2 separate regions of the Mus musculus genome follow, and region 2 is linked to region 1. Evidence: chromatin contacts called from public Hi-C data. All regions are on one chromosome and are shown on one strand. Each heading gives the region's core, a stretch centred on a gene start, on an enhancer-like site or on the middle of the called end of the contact. The rest is flanking DNA. Distances are from core to core; before and after follow the strand shown. Region 1 holds the start of Ddx54 (DEAD box helicase 54). Region 2 holds the start of Oas1d (2'-5' oligoadenylate synthetase 1D).

Region 1 (7,883 bases), core at 1,798-4,297:
ATTCTTTAATACAATGACAGGTATAGGTCCAAAGCAGCTCAGGGCTTCCCGCTCTCTTCTCCTGGAGACAAAAGGACAGATGACAGACCCCTTCCTGAATCTGCTCAGCTCCAGATTAATGGGAGTGATTAGGCCCATTAAGTGCCACATAAACAGAAGTAGCAGACACTGTCGCTTAGGGACAGCAAAAAGGCTCAGTGGGTAAGGGTGCTTGTGGCCAAGACTGGCGGCCTGCAGCCTGAGTTTGATCCTCCGCATGCACGTAGTAGAAGGAAAGAACTGACTCCAACAAGTTGTCCTTTGGCCTTTACCAGTGCACATCCCTCCCATCCCAAAACAACCAAATATAAATGTACTTTTCCAAAAAAGTCTATGTGAGCTCAGCAGAAATACATTATTTTTGCTTGAATAGTTCCCCTCCTCCCCAGAATCTCCTTTAATAAATTTTTATGGGGCTGGCGAGATGGCTCAGTGGGTAAGAGCACCAACTGCTCTTCCACAGGTCCTGAGTTCAAATCCCAGCAACCACATGGTGGCTCACAACCACCCGTAATGAGATCTGACACCCTCTTCTGGTGCTGTCTGAAGACAGTTACAGTGTACTTATGTACAATAATAAATAAATCTTTGGGCCGGAGCAACCAGGGCTGAGAGAGTGGGACGGACCAGAGAAAACAGGGTTGGTCCAAGTGAGCGGGGAAGACTGGAGCAAGCAGAGGTCCAGGTCCTAAATTCAATTCCCAACAACCACATGAAGGCTCACAACCATCTGTACAGCTACAGTGTACTCATATACATAAAATAAATCTAAAAAAAAAAAAAAAAAAAAAAAGAACCAAGGCGCTTGGCCATGGCCACACAACAGGTCCCTAACAAGCTGTTCCAGGAGACCTGACGGCTACTCTGGTGGTCAGTTTCAATTGCCAACTTGGCAAGATCTGGGATCATCAGGAAGGAGAGTGGCAGAGAGCAATCAGCTATGTCAGGCTGGCCCGCTGCCATACCTACGATAGACCTTCCCCTTAGTACTAGTGTTTTACCTGCACATGCCTGGGGTGTCAGAAGCGGGGGATGGGGGTCAGATACCCTGGGACTGAATAAAAGCAAGAGAGTGTGCTGAGCATGCAATGTGACCAACCATCTCCACCCCACACTGCTGTGACTTCTTATAACCAAGGAGAGCAACTCAAACCCTTTCTTGCCCAAGTTCCTTCTGCCAAGAGTATTTTATCACGGCAACCAGGAAAGGGACCAAGACAGCCACCCTTAAAACAGGAGTGCACCCCCCACCTTACCTGTATTTGTTTTTCTTCCTTGGTGTGAGGTTTGGGGTGCTGCCCCTGGAAGAGGGGGACTCACAGTCTCTCTTGGCCAGAGAGCCCTTCGGTGGTCCTGGGCCCACTCCTCTGGATCGGTTACAATTCTGCACCCAGGGTGGGTCAAAGTCTGGTTGGGCAGGTCTGGTTCTTGCTGGGCTGCCAAACAGGGTCTCATCCACATAGGATGCCCTGGCCTTGACCCTGTAGCTGGTGGGACTGCGGTGCTGAAGGTGGAGGGCTTTCATTCCGCTGCTGGGCCGGTGCCACCGGGGTCTTCACGTTGCCCAGTGGGTGTGGTGTGCCTGACAGACTCAGCCTCCAGGGCTCCCTGTAATAGGGGTCGGAATGAGCAATCAGCTTTTCCAAGTAAGAGCAGCAGCTTGGAATAACAAGCCCAAGGGCAAAAAGGGCTTTTTCTTGCTGAGGGAAAGCGACTGGTTTTTCTCAAAGGACTACTGTTGTTCAGTGGACACCTTGGAAGTGCTTCACTTTCTTGCCCGTCCCCGACACCCAATTTCAGTAGTCCAAGGTGGCCTGAAACTCACTATATTAAACTTTATTATATAGCCAAGAATGACCTTTAACTCCGGATCCTCCCGCTTCTACTTCCCACGGAGAACTGCACGATCGCCTGGCGTCTGAGGTGCATGGGTCAGGCTAAAGCAGGCACTGTCTTTTTAGTTGTGAAGACGGGAGAAAATGCCGTCAGCAAATATTTAATGAATAAGTAAATACACAATTACACCCTACAGTGTATGCTCAACAAATATAGTACGACTGCGGGCGTGCAGGGGAATGGCACCAACCAGACAAACTAATTAGGGTGGAAGAGGGAAAGGGGCTCCCAAGCTACTGTCGCCCCCCATTCCTACCTTGTGCAAAGCGCTTTGCAAACGTGGTGCGTTCCAGTCCTCGCCAACCAGTCTCATACGAAATGCATTTTCCCCGAGTCCAGCTCAGGCTCCCAACAGCAGAGTAGCAACGCACCGGCCAGCTTACAGAGCTGAAAGCGCAGGCGTCACGGGATCTCCATGCCTGGTGCTTTTTCTCCTGGAGCCTCCGGCCAGAAAGCTCTGTCTCCGCCACATTTAAAGCCTCATAGCACAGAATCAGCAAGGGCGCCACAGCGACACGCGCCCACCCGCATCCCTTGCTGGGCAACCGGTGCGACGCCCCACCCCTGCGCACTGGTACGTCCCTATACCCCGCCCTCGCGCTGATGGTACGTTCCACAGGCCACACCCCCAGCCTCATCTGTACATCCATTAGGCCCCGCCCCTTGGTAGGGTCAACCTTGCGTGGTTGGTACATTCCTCGAGTTTGTCCACACGTTCAGTTGTTATGTCCCTCAGGTCCTGCTCTCTTTACAGTTACCACATCTCTCACAGCTTGGCATTCGCGCAGTTAGTAGGTCCCTTAAGCATCTATCACGGTTCAGTTGACACATTCCGCCCCCACCAGTTGGTATGTCCCTCAGGCCTCGCCTCTGCCCGGCTGGTACACCACTTAGGCCCCGCCCCCGTTCTGTTGGTTCCTCCTTCTGGCTTCGCCCATTGATAAAGCCATGTTGACGCTCCGCCCCTGCGAAGTTGGTTGGTTTCCTCAGGCCCGGCCCCGCCCTACGGGTGAAACCTGGATTCTCGACGCCGCTCTTGCGTCTCACAGGCTCCGCCCCCGCGCAGTCGACGCGTCCCTTAGGCCCCGCCCTCTTCCGGGTCTAAGAGCCCGGCCCGCATGGCTGCTGGCAGACGTGTGGGACCTGGCCCGCCGTCGCGTCCCACCATGGCGCCGTGGAAGAAGAAGAGGCTGCGGAAACGCCGAACTGGGGCTTCCCAAGGCCGCGACAGCGACTCGGATGACGGCGAGTTCGAGATCCAGGCGGAGGATGACGCCCGGGCGAGGAAGGTAAGAGCGCGAGGGGGCTCCCTGTTCGGGCTCTCGGCCTGCGCCCTTCCGCTTGTCCGTCTCACTAATCGCGGTCCCTCATTGGGTCCCTTCGCGTGGGGGACGGGCTCGAGTTTACGCAGCCAATAGAAAGTGCAAGTGCGGAAGGTCCGCCTGAGTTTGGGGCGGTCTTAGATGAGAAAATTAAAGGGAAGGCCGGACCACTCTTCTGAGAAGCCGGTTTTAAACTAAACTAGTATTTACGGACTTATGTCGTGCTCTAGCTATGCCAGGCTCACCAGCAATGTCAGGGAGGACAGCAGGATTGGAACTGGGGATGGTCCGGTTCCAGTTGTATTCATCTTGGGGGATAGGTGTGATCACCAAGTGGGGCACAAAAGCCTATCGTTCATGACGCCCATCGTCTTGTGCATAGCGGGTATATCTGGTTCTCCATTTCTCCTTCCCAGCTCAGTCAATGAGCTGCACTCGTTAAGTGGTCAGTAAATGTGCAGAGACAGCTAGAGGCAATGAGAACGCTGGTGTTCATTGGCAAATACAAGAAGGCTGCTCCCGTGGTTCAGACCAAGGGTTTTGCTGAGGCCCAGTCCGGCACAGGCTGGCTGTAGTAAGACGTAATAAACTTTACAAGTCAAAACCCAGCCTGTGGGCTCTGAATGTAGCTTTGTTGATAGAGCGCTTGCCTGGCGTGTGCAGAGCCCTGGGTTTGAAGGCCATCACCAGGTAAAAGCAGGTATTGTGGCACACACCTGTAATCTTAGCTCCCAGGGTAGGAGTGGTGGCGGCAGGAGGATCAGGAGTCCAAGGCCACCCTGAGCTGGTAAGAGCGCCACCACCAATTCTTAATATTTTGCTGTACAAAAAAACCCAAAGGCTCCTCCAACCCGGGAAACACATGCTTATTAAAGGGCTTGTCGCACACCTGATGTAAATATGAACGGGAGAGCAGCCAAGTTCACACTGTACCATTACCCTCCACCAAAAATAAATAAATAAAGATGAAAAAAAGCAAGCCGGGCAGTGGTGGCACACGCTTTTAATCCCAGCACTCGGGAGGCAGAGGCAGGTGGATTTCTGAGTTCGAGGCCAGCCTGGTCTACAGAGTGAGTTCCAGGATAGCCAGGGCTATACAGAGAAACCCTGTCTCGAAAAACAAACAAACAAATAAACAAACAAAAAACAAAAACTAAAAAAACAAAAAGAAAAAACCCAACATCTTTGTGCGGTGCAATGAAACCAGAATATTACATTGGGTGCAGAGTCTGTTGACTTAGGATCAGTGGGGAAAGCCTTTTTCTTTCTTTTCTTTTCTTTTCTTTCTTTTTTTTTTTTTTTGTTTTTTGTTTTTTGTTTTTTGTTTTTTCGAGACAGAGTTTCTCTGTATAGTTCTAGCTGTCCTGGAACTCACTTTGTAGACCAGGCTGGCTTCGAACTCAGAAATCCGCCTGCCTCTGCCTTCCAAGTGCTGGGATTAAAGGCGTGCACCACCATGCCCAGCTGGGACAGCCTTTTTCATTCCCCACCCCCAACACACACACCTTTAGTTTGGGCAGGGTTAGAGACCAAACCTAGGGCCCTGTCTGTGCTAGGCATGTCTGTGTCTTTCAAGTAATCTTGGCCTAATTTATCTTCAAACAAAAATTCACCTGCCTTTACCTCCCAAGTGCTGGGATTAAAGGCGTGCGCCACCACACTGCCCTGCTTTTTTTGTATATCTTTATTTAGTCATTGTGTTTTGATGTGAGACAGGGTCTTGCTGTGTAGCCCTGGCAGGTCTGGAACTCACAGAGATCCTCCTGCCTTTGCCTCCGGAGTGCTGGTTACTGTCATATTGAGGTGACTGTCATAGCCCATCATGTTAAAGCACCAGGTAGGGTCTTGTGTAGCTCTAAGTAGCCTTGGACTCAGGAGGAGACAGGGATGGGTTTGATCTCTTGATCCTCCTACTTCTCTGGTGCTGGGATGACTGATGCGTGCCACCATGTTCCTTCCTAAGACCCACAAGAAGTTATACAATCACCTCTCTCATTAGAATCTAAAAGGTACCTGATGAGTGTCATCAAAAGGAGTCTAGTGAAGGAACTGGCTCTGGGGCCACCCACCTGCCATTTCAGCTCTCAGAAGGTAGACGCAAGAGGGTTGGGGGTTCAGAGGACCAGCCTGGGCACAGGAAACCCTGTCTGGAAAAGACCAAAAACGAAACAGAAAAGTTATACAAAGACACATAAAACATGTTTTGTTTTGTTTTTAAAGATTTATTTGTTTTATGGATGTGAGGACACTGTAGCTGTATAGATGGTTGTGAGCCACCATGTGGTTGTTGGGAATTGAATTTTAGGACCTCTGCTCACTCCAGTCAACCCTGCTCACTCTGGTTGGCCCCGCTTGCTCCAGTCAACTCCACTGGCTCAGTCCCTGTTCGCTCCGGCCCAAAGATTTATTTATTTATTATATATAAGTACACTGTAGCTGTCTTCAGACAGCGCCAGAAGAGGGCTCCAGATCTCATTACAGGTGGTTGTGAGCCACCAGGTGGTTGCTAGGATTTGAACTTGGGACCTTTGGAAGAGCAGTCAGTGTTACTTGCTGAGCCATCTCGCCTGCCCTGAAACATGTTATTTTTAAGCCAGAAAACAGATTGAGAAGTCAGAGAGTTGGCCCAGGAGGTAGAAACACCTGCCTGTTAAACCCGGTGACCTGATTTGATCCCTAGAACTTGCCTTACAAAGCTGGATATAAAAGCAGATCCGGACTCAGTTCACCCAGTTCCAAGGGATCCACTGCCCTCTTGTGGTCTCCTTGGGTACTACACACACATGCTGCCTATAATATCTGCAGGCAAGACATCTGTACATTTAAAAAGATGGATATCACCGTATCTGCAACCCCAACTTCCCTAGGGTGGAGATGGAAAGTAGAGACAGGAGAATTTCTGAGAAGCTCACAGGCCAACCATCCTGGAGTGCACCAATGGCAGAAATGATGGACCCCACTTAACCAGGGTGGAGAGATAGAGCTGAGTCTTAAAAGTTGGCTATGGCCACAGGACACTCGGGCCTCCACCCACACTGTGGCTTCCACGCACGTGTGCATGCACACTGCAGTAGTGATGCATTTTTAAAGGACAGCATGGAAGCGTGGAAGATAGCAGCACTGTGTTTGGTGAGCACTCTATTGAAGGAAATGGCCTGTGTCTGTGTTGGTCAGCATAGTAGCCACCAAACACGGCATCTTAAATATCTGTGTTCTGTTTACACCACCAGATCCCTGGTATTTAGCTACAGAACCTGGGTTCATCTTATATTTATAGCTACATGGCGGTAGGCTTAGCATCTCTTCTCAGATGGATGAAATAATGAACTAATTTCAAAATGAAAATGAGAAAGGAATAGAAATACGCCAGATACAGGTCTGTGATTCCAGCTGCATAAGAGACTGAGGCGGAGGATTACAGGTTCAGGGCCAACCTGGGCTACGTGTGGACTTCAGGAAGCCCAGCTTCAAGCCCCAGAGCCTCTCTGTAGAACTAACCTGCGCCTCTGCCCCAGCCTGGTCCAAGGGGAGCTCATCAGAGTTGCCGAACTTCCAGGCCTCCCACCCTTGTGGTCCACCAGAGCTGGAGTGAGACCATCTCTCTGTTCCTTCCCGACAGCTGGGCCCTGGCAGAGCCTTGCCCTCATTTCCTACCTCAGAGTGCGTATCAGATGTGGAGCCCGACACTCGGGAGATGGTGCGAGCCCAGAACAAGAAAAAGAAGAAGTCTGGAGGCTTCCAGTCCATGGGTGGGTAAACAGGCTGGGTAGCCAGGGCCACGGGGGTGGAGGGGGTCTCATTGTGCTGTCTCCGCTTAGCCACTGATGTCTACCTTAGGCCTGGCAGTGTGGTAGGTGCCAAGTCGCCTGGGGCAGTACAGACAGTCTTCTAAGGCAGGCCTGGAAAGGGGTCAGCCCTGCAGGCACAGGAGGTGGCAGAGGGCAGCTGTGGATGATGCAGTGGTGTCAGGACGCTTGTGTGGGAAGTGCAGCTCAAGTGTTCTGCTCTTGACTGACCAGTAGCTGCCATGGCAAGAACGGAGACACCCACTGAATGCCTTTTAATAGCAGTACAAAGGAGCTAGATATGGTGGTGTGTGCCAAGGCTACATCATAAAACCCTGTCTCACAACAAAACAAAAAATACCTGCAGCCCATGGGACAGACAGAAGCTTATCTACAATATATAAAGAGTTCTTACAAATCAATAGGAAAAGGACAAAAGCCCTGGGAGAATGGAGTAAAGAAACCGAGTAGACTCACAGAAGTGATGTAGATGGCTGTTTAGATCAAGAGCACAGTGCTAGCTCTTGATAATGAGGGGATCAAGCAGAAAAGGACATGGGGCCATGGCAGAGATGAAAGATTGACCAGGCAACAGGTAAAACTGTTTATTGGTCTTTGGGCCTTGTGTTGGCTCCCAGCTCCTCGGTCCAGGTCTGTTTGATCCCCAAGGGCCACTCCTACCCACACTGGCCCCCATTTCCCAACACCCATCCCTATCACACCTGTTAGAGTGGCCCAAGCCTGTGATCCCAGCACTCCCCTGGGCAGAGGCAGAGACCATAAGTTCAAGGCCAGTGTTGAACACATAAGCAAGGCCCTTTTCTTAGACTGAAAAATTGAC
Region 2 (7,883 bases), core at 3,003-5,502, 300 kb after region 1:
TTTCCCTGGCCTTGATTCCTAGAGTTCTCTCTCTAGCAGCCATGAGGACCAGGAGCCCAAATGCCCATGGGTGTTAGAAGATGCATATCCCATGGACAGAGAGCTCTTCACACTCTGCCAGGTGCTCTATCTGAGCCTTCAGGAAACATGGGAATGTGAGTCTATTATTCCAGCCTTGACCCTCTGAAACATCATCAGATCCATGGTTTTAATAAACCATGGCCACAGGTCTCCTGCCAAGCTGTGGACCCATCATGGCCTCACTGAGACTCCCACTTAAGTCCTTTTCTCTTCTACAGCCCCTTCTGCACTCACACTGGACACTAGCTTCCAATTGGACCAGACCCTGCTCTTCTTGGGCCTGGTTCTCGCCTTCAGGTCTGCCATGCAGTGGCTCCCTCATGGTGAGAAGGGAGACACAGGCCACAGCTCCTCCGCCCCATCCCTGACCTCCTCTCCAGCAGGACACCTTCAGAGGAGCCCTGGAAGCACAGCAATTGTCCCAGACCCTGCCCTCCCCTTCTGGTCTGGCTTGTACCTCATTCTTAAGCACCACAGAGAAACAGGGACAGTCTCTGGCCTTGGCATGGCCATGCCTGTGTTTTGATGACATCTGGACACCACTGACAAGGAGAGGCAGAACCTGGGACACACAGCAAACCTGGGTCCCACATTGCTCATTTGGATTGTCCTGTCCTGAGGCATTTGGCATCCTTTCCTGATGGGCTCAATGCACAGTGTGTGGTGGGAGGGTAGAGGCTGAGACTGATGGCTCCAGCCAGTTGAAGACACAGGTGGAGGTGGAGTCTTGATTGTGACACTGGAAAGGACCCACCTGCTGATGTCTGGACTTTGGGTTTCTAACCCAGAGCCTTTCTGCTCTTTAAACCCCATTGTCACTTTGCCACAGGCAAATCTACACAGTTTGTCCCTGCAGCCTGGGATGCACCAGGACCCTTGACTTCTCAATGACACTGCATCTGTCACTCACACACAGAATCTGCTTCTCTTGTTTCTGTTTCTTCTGGGTTTTGTTCCGACCTCTGGGTCTTTGCAGAGTCTGTTCCCAGCACCCTGCATGCTGTTCCACTTTTGCAATTGGCTGGAGGTCCTGAGTTCTTCTGTCCTTGGCTAAGAGGTCCCTGCCTCAGGGAACAACTCAGGAGCCCTTTCCAGGGTCCCAGGTAGAATCAGCTGCCCTCCCTACCTCCCATAGAGTCTTATAAACTGAACTTCCTGAGAAAGGGGAGGAAGAACAAGGAAAGCCATGTGGGTCCTAAAGACTCTCCAAGGCTGAATATCTAATTAGAACTTAGTGATGGAGAGTTGGAATGTTGACAAGTCAGAGCAAAATTATCTTTCATTCTCTTCAGCACTTTTAACAGGCACTCACTGTCTGCCACTGTATCTTATCTAGCAGGGAACCCTGCCAATAAGGACTGGCCTGGCTAGATCTGACCCTAGGTGCATGAGTGGCAGGGATGCTATAGCGAATAACTGAACACATTCTCACTGGATGTGAGGACCACTCCACAGGAGGACACTTCAACCTGGTACTACACATCTGGTGGGGAAGCCACCACTGGGCGATCACAGGCCCCCGGGATGAACCTACCAAAGCGATTTTGGTCAGCAGACAGAATGTCAGGCTGCTCCTTACATCTTTATACCTGATATTATGTAGGCATCCCTCATCTACAGTTCCTGCTTCTCCATGACTCTAGCTTGAGTTTAGTTGGCATTGAACCCAGCCAGTACAGAGTCAGTTTTCCTTGGGGTGTGGTCCCTGGCAGATTACCACTTCCCAGTGGTCGGCTTCACACCTATGTATGAGAAGCACGGACTGGATCCAGTGGTTTACTCATTAAAAGAATCACACTAATTCGGGATGAGGAAGCGTTTTTTGGGAGGAAAGGCGAGGGTGAATTTGATAAAATATATTGAAGGTATATTATGATAACTTCAAAGAATAGTTTACAAAATATACTGGAGGATATTTAATTCCACTATACTTTGCCTTTCAAGAGGCACAAACCACTTCTGCAGAGCTGGTCAGATCCCCTCAGGGGGCTCCTGAGGATATCATGTCTCCAGCAGCTGCCGGACATGTGGCCAAGAGGGCAAATCCAGGTCTTACACCTTGGGACCTGGACACTCCCTGACTCAGTCAGACTTACCATTGAGGTTGGTTTTGTAGCGATGAGTGATCCTTGTTCAGATGCTCGGGAGATCATGGAGGTGGTATAGGTGAGCTGAGCACAGGGACACTCTATAATGCCAGCGACAGAGGCAGAGGCAGGAAGATAGCTGTAAGTGGACTGACAGTCTATAACAGAGATCCTACTTCATAAACAACAGCAAAAAGGGTCACTGAGATAACTGAGAGGGCACAGGTGTTTGCCACCAAGACTGAAGGCCTGAGTTTTGTCCCCAGGACCCACATAGTGGAAGGAGGGGGAGCCAACTCCTACAAGCTGTCCTCTGACCTCACATGCTCACACACAGGAAATAAATGTAATGAACTATCTAAAGCACGATTAGCTTGGCTCTCAGCCAGACCTGCTCAGGACCCTCAGACTCTTGTCCTCCCACCCCGGCACTTGTGGGAGGGGCCTTCAGCACCCCAGTTCCCTCAGGTAAGGTCAGGATCCACCAAGGCAGGTCTGATATCAGCCAAGCCATGAAGATTAGACTTTTTGCTAAGGGCCAGCCACTGACCTGAATCACAAGGCCATGGCTTCTGCATCTTCAAAAAAAAAAAAAAAAACCTTAAAGCCACATATGAATTGAGGTGTCTAAGTTAGGGTTTTACTGCTGTGAACAGACACCATGACCAAGGCAGCTCTTATGAGGACAACACTTAATCGGGCTGGCTTACAGGTTCAGAGGTTCAGTCCATTATCATCAAGGAGGGAACATGGCAACATCCAGGCAGACATGGTGCAGGAGGAGCTGAGAGTTATACTACTTCATGTGAAGGCTGCTAGCAGAATACTGGCTTCCAGGCAGCTAGGATGAGGGTCTTAAAGCCCATGCCCACAGTGACACACCTACTCCAACAATGCCACTCACCTCCCAACAGTACCACTCCCTGGGCCAAGCATACAAACCATCACATGTGGCAAAAAACAATGGGAGAACCAATGTGGTCATAATTTCCTCACTCTTCTGTTCCTTGTTGTCTGCAGCAATTGCAACAGTAATTTAGGTGTGTGCAGTGTGGTGTACATGAGTGTGTGTGCATGTGTGTATGTATACATATGAGTGTGGGAGGGACTTCTTTTTACTGTTTCATGAGACAGTCTCATCATATAGCCCAGGCTGGTCTCAAACTCTGTATCTTCTGTATCAACCTCTCAGACATTGAGATCACAGGTGTGAACCATCCTGCCATGATGAATATTCACTCCTGCTGGGCAGGGAGAGGTTGGCATGGAGACAGGATCACCCTCATGAGCGTGTGTCACAAGTCAACAAGTTAGGCTATTGAAGTGGAGAGTGGCAATTGAGTGAAAACCCAGGTGGTTACAGCTGGGGAGAGAGGCACACCCCTGTGACCTCAGCACTTGGGGGTCCAATGGGGCAGGTCCCCAGGTTTACATCCATCCTGAACAAAGGAGTGAGATCCTAGATTAAAGAAAGATGTCAGACGGATAGACAGAGGTGCGGGTACAGGGCAGAAAGGTTGGTTTGGATTAGGCCTTGGACGATAGGCACATCATGGGTGTGCATCTGAGAACCCACAGACGATAAGTCTGAACTAGAAGTTAGCCAGGACCTTGCAGCATGGACCAGTCAGCTGTGACAAACCCACCACAGCTGTGATGAAGCTGGCGCCTGCCACCTGCTGGATTTCTCTCACTTGCTCTTCACGTTTCAGTAACGTGTGTGTGTGTGTGTGTGTGTGTGTGTGTGTGTGTGTGTGTGTGTGTGTGTGTGTGTGTGTGTGTGTGTGTGTGTGTGTGGTGTTATTTGTGTATGTTCTGTTGTTAAAAATCGTGGAGACTATCAAAGGTTTTTTGTTTTGTTTTGTTTTGTTTTCAGTAACGATTCATGATCAAGAAGGAAGAACAACAGAAACTATGTTCAGGATGCCTCCTGGTCCACAACCTGCTGTGATGGGGGTTTGACAATCCAAAGAAATGCCAGCAGGTAAACAGACCCCAGAGGATCAAGGAGCCCAGGAGCCAGAGGGGGCAGGTGCAGAGGTCTGATCTGCATAGCCCCGCCCTTCCTGGGAAGAGAAAGCAGCTATGGATATAAGGGGCAGCTGACTCCTGAGGTAAGGCTGCAGTCAGCAAACACTCCTGGCCTCAGGATGGCGAGGGAACTCTTCAGAACCCCAATCTGGAGGCTGGATAAGTTCATAGAGGATCAACTCCTTCCTGACACCACCTTCCTTACTGAGCTCAGAGCAGACATCGACTCCATAAGTGCTTTCCTGATGGAGAGATGCTTCCAAGGTGCCGCCCATCCTGTGAGGGTCTCCAGGGTTGTGATGGTGAGTCCCATTAGCCTGAGTTCATTGGGATGGGGTGGGAGAGGACTCTCAGAAGCCAGACTGCAGTCCTTAGTGGGGTGTGAGTTACCTACCTGCTCTGTGCCCAGTGTCCTCATGTGCATCCCAGCTATGGCACAGGGCAGAGGACAGAACAGAGACACCACTGCCTGATGACTGGATGACTGGACAGATGGAAGCTCATTGCCATGTTTCCATTCTGTCACATGGGACTGTATGACAGCAGTCCCTGCCTCAGTCACTCTGAAGGTTGAAGACATGTTGTGTTGTAATGTCCACTCATCAATGTCAGGGGTTGAACTGTGTTAGTGATTGTGGTCAGCATTTTATTTAGGGAGGATCACTACAGATCACTTGTTATCATTTTGTTTGTTTGTTTGTTTGTTTTGTTTTGTTTCGTTTTTCAAGAAAGGGTTTCTCTGAATAGCCCTGGATGTCCTGGAACTCACTTTGTAGACCAGGCTGGCCTCGAACTCAGAAATCCGCCTGCTTCTGCCTCCCAAGTGCTGGGATCAAAGGCTTGCAACACCACTGCCCAGCTTCCCTATCCTTTCTTATTCTCATTTTTGTCTTTTAGGGTGGCTGCTACAATGAATACACTGTGCTCAAGGGCAGGTCTGAGGCCAACATGGTGGTGTTCCTTATCAATCTCACAAGCTTTGAGGATCAGTTCAACGGACAGGTAGTGTTCATTGAGGAAATTTGGAGACACCTACTCCAGTTGCAGCAAGAGAAACTATGTAAACTCAAGTTTGAGGTCCAGAGCCCAAAGGAGCCCAACTCCAGGTTTCTGAGCTTCAAGCTGAGCTGCCCCGAGCGCCAGCATGAGTTGGAATTTGATGTGCAGCCAGCCTATGATGCCCTGTGTAAGTCAACCATCAGCAGAGCCTCAGTCTGTCCTCCCCTCATGCACGAATCCTCTCTTCTATTTCTGTGTGTGTGTGTGTGTGTGTGTTGGGGGTAGCATGTTCTCATGTATGCAGATGTCTGTTCACATGTTTGCCTGTGTAGGTAATGGTCAGACGCCAGCCTTGGAGGTTGGTTACTTAAGAGCCTATTTTGGTTGAGAGGTTGACCTGGAGTTTGCTGCTCCACCTTCATGGCTCTTGCAGTAAGGAGCTGGGGTCAGGTGGGGTGTGTGCTCTGATGGAGCTGAACCCATGATCTCTGGCACCTGGAGCCTCAGTATATTTATTAGGTACAGCACAGGGCTGGGGGGAGGGGATGCTTGGTCTCCTAGAAGTGTCTGTAGGCTATGAGTCTCCACTTGTAAACAATTATACTCAAACATATTCAGGACAGACTTGGGCTTCCTCTGGGACTCTGAATATGTGTTTACTACATCCATGCACACACAATCCACTCATAACCTCAAAATAGGGAGAGACTGTAAGCAGGAGTTATGATATACAAATGCAGTAGAGTGCTCCATGGTATACCAGAGCATGGTTGGCCATTGACAGATGACTGTGTAGCTCTCTTGTGAGTGACCATAGTGTGTTGTTTATTCCCACCACTGTCTCCAGACTTGTGAGCAATGCAACCTACTATGAGCAGTTGGTGCCACAGATTTTCTAGGTCATTTCACACCATCCAGAGGTGTGGTGGGCTCATGTCTGTATGGGGAGTGATGCTTGCTGCAGACAAACTTTGCCCTGTTCGCCGAAGCCCATAGACAGTGATTGTGACCCTAGAGGTACAGGAGACTCTTAGATCAGAGTTGGGTATAAACATCAATGAAACTTCCTTTATAGATGAAGTAAGACACTTCAAGCCCTTTGACTCCAGTAACTACAACAAAGTCTACGCCCAACTCACCCATGAGTGCACCACACTGGAGAAGGAGGGCGAGTTCTCCATCTGCTTCACCGACCTCCATCAGAGCTTCCTGAGGTATCGTGCGCCCAAGCTCTGGAACCTCATCCGTTTGGTCAAGCACTGGTATCAACTGGTAAGGCATCCGACCCAGATCCTGTGGACCCTATGTTTAGAGAGTGGGATTCAGGCCAGAGAAGAGGTCTAGTCTAGCTGGCTGTCTATGGACATGATAGCTTTATCACATGACCAAGAGCGCCTTGGGAAGGAAAGGTCTCACTTGGTTACACATCCCAGTCACAGGGCATCATTGAGGGAAGCCAGGACAGTAACTGAAGCAAAGACCATGGAGGAATTCTGCACACTACCTTGGTCTCCATGGCTCACTCAGATATTGTACAGTCCACATGCTCAGGCATAGCACCGACCACATCCTCACTTATCATGAATATTTCCGCACAGATCATTAAGGGAGCCCTTCCCTAGGACCGGTTTCTGAACTAGTTTGCTCTGACTGCTGTGGTAAAGATGATGCTGCTGCAAAGTAAATTGGGTGGAAAGGGATTGTCTGGCTCACGTTCCTGCATCGCACTCTATCTCTGAGGGAAGCAGAGGCAGGAAACTATGGCAGAGGCCATGGAAGAACTCTGCTAGCTGTCAGAGACCCTTAGGCGATCAGTCTGATTTTTACAAACAACTCAGGACCACCTGCCCAGGACAGGCAATGCCCACAATGGGTGGGGCCCTCCCACGCTGATCATAAAATGCCCACAGGCTTGACTCCAGGCCAGGCTGATGGAGGCATTTTCTCAGTTGTGGGTCCATCTTCTCCAGATGGCACTCTCTGTGTCAGGTTGACAAAGAGAAATAAAAATGGCACAAGGGGAGAGAATAGAAAATGGAGGAGGAAGCCGGGCAGTGGTGGCGTACGCCTTTAATCCCAGCACTCGGGAGGCAGAGGCAGGCAGATTTCTGAGTTCAAGGCCAGCCTGGTCTATAGAGTGAGTTCCAGTACAGCCAGGGCTACACAGAGAAACCCTGTCTCAAACAAACGAAGGGAGGAAGGAAGGAAGGAAGGAAGGAAGGAAGGAAGGAAGGAAGGAAATAGAGGAGGAAAAGGGGTTAAATTGGGAGCAGAGCAGAGGGGTTCAGAGAAACAGGGTTTGGGGGATCAGCCAGGGACATGATGCTGTAGAAGGAAGAGGGAATGGGGAGGGAGGACGTCCTGTGCTTGTTCTAAGTGATTTCTTCTAGTCCACTTTCCAATCAGCTAACTCTCTCTTCATCCATGTCTAATTCACTGTTCCATGGTGGCTGCCTCATGTCTGCTTCCTTCTTCAGCAATCCCTGCATGTCACTTTCTATGGCTTATATTTCCTGACATTTCTACCTACTACCTCTTTAAATGGATGACTTCTCTATATTTTTTTTTTCTGGACAATGTTTTACATGTATGTGTGGTGTATGTGTGTGATACCTGTTTGTGGGAGCACACCTCTTTGTGTGTTCTTGTGTGTCCATAAGAATGCAGAGGTCAGCATGTGAGGGC

The links. A called contact is a pair of places that touch in the nucleus more often than the background predicts.
Region 2: a contact with region 1 is called in a Hi-C map of pro-B cells, with 3 times the contacts expected there. The contact joins the promoter of Oas1d here to the promoter of Ddx54 in region 1. A contact is called at or near these places in 2 of 39 promoter capture datasets (the SN4741 cell line and hippocampal neurons) and 2 of 484 Hi-C or Micro-C datasets (cerebellum and pro-B cells).

What each region holds. Positions count from the first base shown.
Region 1 is chr5:120,610,083-120,617,965 of GRCm38.p6, forward strand. Ddx54 (DEAD box helicase 54) reads left to right here and starts at 3,048. Exons shown (of 20, transcript NM_028041.2): 1 at 3,048-3,224; 2 at 6,877-7,006. The coding sequence starts at 3,054. Rita1 (RBPJ interacting and tubulin associated 1) reads right to left here and starts at 2,507. Exons shown (of 3, transcript NM_029096.3): 1 at 2,192-2,507; 2 at 1,296-1,647. The coding sequence starts at 1,564.
Region 2 is chr5:120,910,566-120,918,448 of GRCm38.p6, forward strand. Oas1d (2'-5' oligoadenylate synthetase 1D) reads left to right here and starts at 4,253. Exons shown (of 6, transcript NM_133893.3): 1 at 4,253-4,501; 2 at 5,097-5,385; 3 at 6,274-6,470. The coding sequence starts at 4,319. It also overlaps the pseudogene Gm7573.